Linked DNA regions of Mus musculus: region 2 is linked to region 1. The links are chromatin contacts, called in public Hi-C maps. All regions are on one chromosome and are shown on one strand. The core of a region is the stretch at or near the end of the contact, and the rest is flanking DNA. Distances in the headings are between cores, read along the strand shown.

Region 1 (3,403 bases), core at 312-2,811:
GAAGTGTACTAAGAAGTCCTCCCACCCTGGCTTCTACTGACATGGCCAGAGAACTTCTGAGACCCAGAAGTAGTCCAGATGGTGGGCAGGCCCTCATGAATTTCCCTCAAACTTCTTCTTGGGGGCGCTTGGTCAAGGGTCCCTAAAAATGTGGCTGGAAGAAGATATGAGCCCACGTTCCATGTCAGATGAGGTGCAGTGAGGTTCGGTGATCCATGCCATGTCCAAGGCCAGGGTGGTGGACGAGAGGGTCCAGAGACACTGGGCCACTCTTCAGCAGGGGCCAGAGAAATGGAGACAGGGCCGAGAGGCAGTGATGGAGTCAGCTTCTGATGCAGGAGGAGCCTGTGGACTGGGGATTCCTGAGTCTGCAGCGAGCACCTGGGGGTTACTCCCCAAACTGTCAGGACAATCCTAGCTCACCTGTTCTCCGAGATTCTGTGGCTATGTTTTTTCTAAAACATCTAAACTCCTGTATAAGCATTGACTTTAGTAGGTCCATCTCTTAGAGTTTGGATGGAAAAGAACAGTCCATGTTTGAGGTGATCTTTTGTGGTGTTATTTACTCTCCTAAAAATGGGAAATAATTATGCCTGTGATACCTGAGGGCAGTAAGAACACTAGTGTACTAGCCAGTGCAGACACTCAAAGGTCTAAAAGGAGAATGGAGAAAATACAGAGATAAGGTAACTACAGGGAAAGTGACATCCAAACAAATGTCCCAAAGTTCTTAAGAGCTATCCTCAGATGGCTTTTGAGTTCTGGGCATCTCTGGTCCATCCTGAACATTTTCCTTCTATCAGACGATGCTGTAAACAACCAAAATAAGGATTAAGCCAAGTGACTTTGGATGAAGAAGGATGGGACCTGGGAAGAAAGGGACCTGGGCTCCCCAGGGAGGTTCTTCAGAGAGCCCTCCTTAAGGGACTGCATTTGTCTCAATGGTAGGGTACCAGGCTAGTCCACACAAGGCCTCAGGATCCATCTCAAGCACAAACCAAATGGAGATGTCTTGACTGTTTTTCCCACACTGTTGGTGGCTCATGGCTGGGTTCTGTGGAAACTGGAGGAAGACATGCCACGTAACATGTGGTTTTTAAATCAGGAACTGTGCTGCAGTTTAGTGAAAGAACTTGGAACGGACAAATGCTGACTCTCCAGCCAGCATCACATGAGAGGCCCTCCGGAGGAATCTGGAAATGGGAAGCCGGACTCGGCTCAAACACCGAACACAGCTCTGACCTCGATCCCCTTTGGAACTCCTTTCTCCTGTCTGAATTATGGGTGGTGTCTCCCCCAGAAACCTTGATCTGGAGGAAAGAAAAATGCATTCAGAGGGATGAGTTTGGCAGAGTGAGAACAGAAGAGAGAGAGAGGGGAGAGAGAGAGAGAGAGAGAGAGAGAGAGAGAGAGAGAGAGAGAGAGAGAGAGAATACTACCATGCCGAACATGTTTTCTCGTTCTGGGACAGGATCATTTTGGAAAGGAGAGGTGGGCGGGACATCCCAAGAGGGTCTTACTGAGTAACTAGTACAGGGCTGGGATATGGTCAGCCGAGGCCCAAATGTTCTCTGACACGGACAGCTGCTGGAGGAAGCGTGGTCGGCTGAGGCCCGATGACAGCCTTGGCTTACATATGCAGCTGGGAGTTGTTTTTTTTTTTTTCCCAGAGGATTCCTGCTATTCAAAGTTTGGCTTTCCAATGTAGCCCTTTTTGTCCAAGGTCCGTGGTATCTAGAATCTCATCATTATCATCTAGAGAGAAGTCACTGGGACAGACTGGAATGAACCAATAACGTGCCTCCAAGAAGGTATGTTTGAGAAATGAAGGGGAACTGGAGATGTGGCTCACTTGTCAGTGTGCTCTCCTGGAATTCACAAAGCCCTGGGTTTGATCCCCAGTACTGCACACACCGTGTGCAGTGGCACACACTCGTGGTCCCAGCACTTGTTCAAGTTCAAGGCCATCCTCAGGCCCAAAGTGACTACAAGTCCCACCTGATTCTGGGAAGTCATTGTGGAGCCGTGGCAGCAGGAAGCTTAGGGCTGGAGTCTTGAAGGGCTAACAGGAAGCAGAGGAAGTTGACTTGGAAATAGAGAGTGGCTTTTGAAACTTCAAAGTCCCCCTCCAGTGCAGTTGCAGTGCAACGAAGGGCCACATTTCCTAACCCTCCATCAACTGGGGCCCACATGTTCGAATGTCTAAGACTCTAGGGGACATTTCTCATTCAAACTATTACAGTGGATTAGTTAAGTCTTTCTGGAAATGTTCTCAGAGACACATTCAGAAGTGTTCCCACGGTGACTACAAATCATGTCAGGCTGCCAATTAATATCAAACATCACAGATGGTATGGCACGGAGTGAGGCAATAGACCAGAGAATGTCTGGATGAATATGTGAATGGATGGATAAGTAGTCAGGGGATAGACAGACAGACACAGACAGATGGAATACCTAGCTGGGATCACTGGTAACAGTGACCCATGAATGTGATGTTTAGCTTAACGGTTAGTTTGTCACGATCTACAATCACCTAGTAAAGTCTCAATGAGGGATTGTCTACACCAAGGCTGCTTGTGAGAGATTGTTTTGATTATTGTTGACTATTGACTTGATTATGTTGATTGGTGTGGGAAGACCTACGCTAAAACTGGGTGCCACCAGTCCCTAGCTTTGGATCTGGGACTCTACAAGAGAGAGAGAGAAACAGGGAGAGAGAGAGAGAGAGCAGAGATGCGTGCATTAACTTGCTCTCTGTTCTTGACTATGAACATGATGGCTTCAGGTCCCTTCTGCCTTGATTCCACAATGATGGACAAACCTGGAACTGTGAATTAAAACCAACCCTTTCTCCCCCAAGTTCCTTCTGTCAGGATGTTTTATCATAGCAACAGGAAATGGATTAAGACAATGAGCTAAAGAATAATAACTCACGCCTTTTTGCATCTGGGGTTTAGGGTGGGGGTAGGGGGGTAGGAGAACATGTCTATGTTTGGGATGCAAAAGCAATCACTCTATGACCTAATTTGGCAAGAACTGAAGCTGAGAAGCTGAAGGGATTAGGGAGAGGGCTCCCCCCTTGTCTTCCCCCTCCCTCCCCCTCCTCTCCCCCTCCCCCCTTCTCCTGCCCCCTCCCCCCTTCTCCTGCCCCCTCCCAGGCAAACTCTGAGGCTGCCTGAGCAGCATGGATTTCTCAACACATGTGGGTTGGGGGCTCAGCCAAATTTATTTGAATCTTCAAAGACCAATTACCTCATCTGCCATCTAGCATGTGTGTGTGTGAGTGTGTGCGTGTGCGTGTGTGCATGTTATGCTTGTATATATGACTGCATGTGAATGCAGAGATGACTTTTGTAACAACTACAAATCTAGTCAGTGGTGGCACACAGTTCTGGCAAAT
Region 2 (3,297 bases), core at 173-2,672, 120 kb after region 1:
ACTGAGTTTCTGAGGTGTCATTTCTCACTTTATTGAACCAACCCCTGATACTGCCACAATACTCAGTGTGAGGCCCCTTTCTGTGACCACATCCCTTTTGGAAAGAAGGAATAGATTAGCACAGGACCAGCTTTGATCTTTCTGAGTCACATTAGAAGGGGAGCAAGTTTAGTTCCAGCAAAAAAGGAAGTATGGAAGGAAGGAAGGAAGGAAGGAAGGAAGGAAGGAAGGAAGGAAGGAAGGAAGAAAGAAAGGAAGGAAGGCAGGCAGGCAGGCAAAGAAAAAAGAAAAGAAGAGAGGGAGGGAGGGAAGGAGGGAGGGAGGAAATAAGGGAAGGAGGGAGGGAGGGAGAGAGAAAAAGACTCCACTCTGCTGCCTAACCAGAACAAAATGGCAAGCTTCTCCTTTCTCTCTCACTCGGAGTCAGGAGCACTCAACGCATAGCCCACATTCTACAATGCAACCAAGGATACCTGTGGGTATGGCCCAACATAAAATCATAAGCTTACTTAAAATATTTCAAAACATTTCTTGTATGGCTCTATTACAGGGTTCTTGAGGTTGAACTTTATAGATGAGAGCATCATAGGACCTCGTCAGCTGCCCATGGATGGTGAGGCCATGGGACCCAGAGAAGAGCCTACTATGCTGCCATGTGATTTCTAAACACCTATCTTTATACCCACAGATAAGCATAGCTTTCACCCCTCATCAAAGATGCTTCTTTTTGCAGCAGAAACAATTCATCACAGTGAGAAAATTGGGAGAACAACTGACCATGGAGTGTCCTGCTCTAGTTGATAACATCTAAAACACAGCCTCTGTTCCTAAGGCTCAGGGAATACCATGGAAGATAGGGACAGAAATATTGAAGAGCCAGAGAACCAGGATGGGGCTCTACAGCAGAGAAGCTACAGCCAGGGAAGCAGGGCTGAACGTACAGGAAGCATCAGTCTTCCTCAGGACCCCAGCATCCTTGAGAGGTTGTACAAGGGAAAACTGCTTCACGATGCAGAGAAAAGCAATATGTGGACAACCCTATGTCTGGCTAGCATCTTCTAAGGTCTATTATGTAACTATGCCCACCTTGGGTCATCAGCCTACCCTGTAGACCAGCTTCCAGGGCCATGTCCTTGGAGTATTAAATGCAGGCATAAAAGATGGTGTCTCTAAGCAGGCTTTCTTACCCAAGGGCTTAGTAGTGGCTGGCTTGGTGGCAGCTGGTTTGGCCTGTTGCCTGGGGGCCTCTGGCTTGGTAGCAACTGGCCTTATGGCAGCAGCAAGGGGTCTCGTTGCTGCAGGCTTCGCTGCAGCAGGCTTCGCTGCTAATGCAGGTCTGGCTGTGGCTGTGGCTGTGTTCGTGGCCACAGGTTTGGCTGCCACAGGCTTGTTGGCAGAGGCTGGTTTCACAGCGGCTGATTTAGTAAGGACTGGCTGAGCAGGCATTGGTTGAGCAGCGGCTGGCTGAGCAGGGACTGCTGGCTTAGCAGGGACTGGCTTAGCAGCAGCTGGCTGAGGAGGGGCTGGCTGAGCAGGGACTGCTGGCTTAGCAGGGACTGGCTTAGCAGCAGCTGGCTGAGGAGGGGCTGGCTGAGCAGGGACTGCTGGCTTAGCAGGGACTGGCTTAGCAGCAGCTGGCTGAGGAGGGGCTGGCTTAGCGGGGGCTGGTCTTACAGAAGCTGTCTGGGCAGGGGCTGGCTGAACATGGACTGGCTGAGGAGGCACCAACTTAGCAGAAGCTGGCTTAGCAGGGGCTGGCCTTGCTTGGGCTGGTTTTGCGGGGTCTGGCTTAGCAAGAACTGGCTGAGCAGGGGCTGGCCTCGCTGGGGCTGGCTTAGCAGGTGGCAGGTTTACAATTGCTGTTGGTTTGGTCGTTGTCACTGGCTTCATTGTGGTCACAACTTTGGATGTAAGACTTGAATTAGCAGTATGTGGAGGGTTTCTGTTAAAAACAAATCAAACATTACCTATAGCCATACTTTTGCATGCTATAGAGTCATAACCCTATGATCTACAGGGAACTTGCTGTTTAACAGCATGAAGGTGCTGGTTTCTATAAACCTTCTATAATGTTACATATACTATAGCTCTTACTTTCAGAGTCTGCCTCTAAGAAAATATTGCACAGAATATTAAAATAGAATTATTTGAAATAATTACATTAATTATTCATAAATCTGTTACCCCATTTTCAATGGAAAAGAAAAGGTGCTAAGTAAAAGGGAAAAGAATAAATATTTAACAATGTTTTAATTTAAACAATCAACTGAGTTGTATGCAACAAAATCAGTATTATTTGCTTGCACTATCAAGTATCTACTTATTAGGTGAGGTGGGTGGCTCACACTTGTAATCCTAACACATTGGAAAGATGAGGCAGGAGAATTGCCACGAGTTTGAGACCAGCCTGGGCTACTGAGTAAGGTCTAGGCCAACATGAACTAGTCAGTAAGATCTCAAAAAGACAAAAAGAAAGGATAGAGACAGGGGAAAGGATGTATAATGTAATATAGTCCCCAACTCTGTTCATGCTTGCCACACTTCAATCTAGGCTCTGGGCATATTTGACCCATAAAATGTGGTTTAAAATGACAATGTGCTAGGCCTGGCTTATGTCTCAAGAGAACTTATATTTAGTCCTTTTCTAATGAAAACCCTCCTGATCAACTTGCAAACAAGCCCAGGCTATGCCACTGGAAGATAAGAAATCATGTAGAGCAGAGATGAATCTTCCCACTAAGACCAGGTTAGACCAGCCTGTCTGTAGCTGAGAAATTTATCATCATCAACATAAAGGAGGCTGGGAGACAGACAGACAGACAGACAGACAGACAGACAGACCACCCAGCTAAACCCAGTCAGAAATTTCTAACCCACAGGATTGCAAATTATTCTTGTTTTAAGTTACTAAATTCTGGGTACTTCATTATGTAACAAAGCTAACCAATACAAAAGAATGTTTAAGAACTCACACTATTTTAGGGAATTCATATTTCTATATTTCAATATCTCAATCCATGAAGCTAGGGATTGGCTGGAGAGCCTCTACAGCTACTCTCGTGCTATGATATTTGGTTTGACAATCATAACTACTTACATCTGTTTGTGACCAAACTTCACGCCATTCTTCACTGGTTGGTCCCCTTGGAACCAATCACACTGTTTCCTGAGATCTGGAGGCAGGTAAAATGCATTTTCACCTAGAGAGGGGAAAAAAAAAATCAAACTTCATGTGAATCATATGGAAATTAAAATCAGTTTGATTAGTTAGTTGCATAACTACTTGGATGATTCATT

What was found. A called contact is a pair of places that touch in the nucleus more often than the background predicts.
Region 2: a Hi-C map of cerebellum shows a contact between it and region 1, with 2.3 times the contacts expected there. The contact joins two enhancer-like sites. A contact is called at or near these places in 18 of 484 Hi-C or Micro-C datasets (3T3-L1-derived adipocytes, the C2C12 cell line, the F1.1 cell line and 10 more), 4 of 115 datasets of contacts at active chromatin or transcription factors (cardiomyocytes, embryonic stem cells, fibro-adipogenic progenitors and 1 more) and 3 of 9 other capture datasets (adipose tissue, liver and pancreatic islet).

The regions. Positions count from the first base shown.
Region 1 is chr1:90,655,515-90,658,917 of GRCm38.p6, forward strand. No RefSeq gene overlaps it. Among named protein-coding and RNA genes, the nearest start is that of Gm35242, 8.1 kb to the left of the region's middle. Within about 2 kb of position 1,562, at least 30 of the 459 cell types and tissues checked have an H3K27ac peak or open chromatin away from gene starts, as enhancers often do. A contact at or near this core is called in cerebellum, where this site is marked.
Region 2 is chr1:90,774,344-90,777,640 of GRCm38.p6, forward strand. Col6a3 (collagen, type VI, alpha 3) reads right to left here. Exons shown (of 44, transcript NM_001243008.1): 39 at 3,098-3,200; 40 at 1,188-1,942. Among named protein-coding and RNA genes, the nearest start is that of Gm41918, 12 kb to the left of the region's middle. Within about 2 kb of position 1,423, at least 69 of the 459 cell types and tissues checked have an H3K27ac peak or open chromatin away from gene starts, as enhancers often do. A contact at or near this core is called in cerebellum, where this site is marked.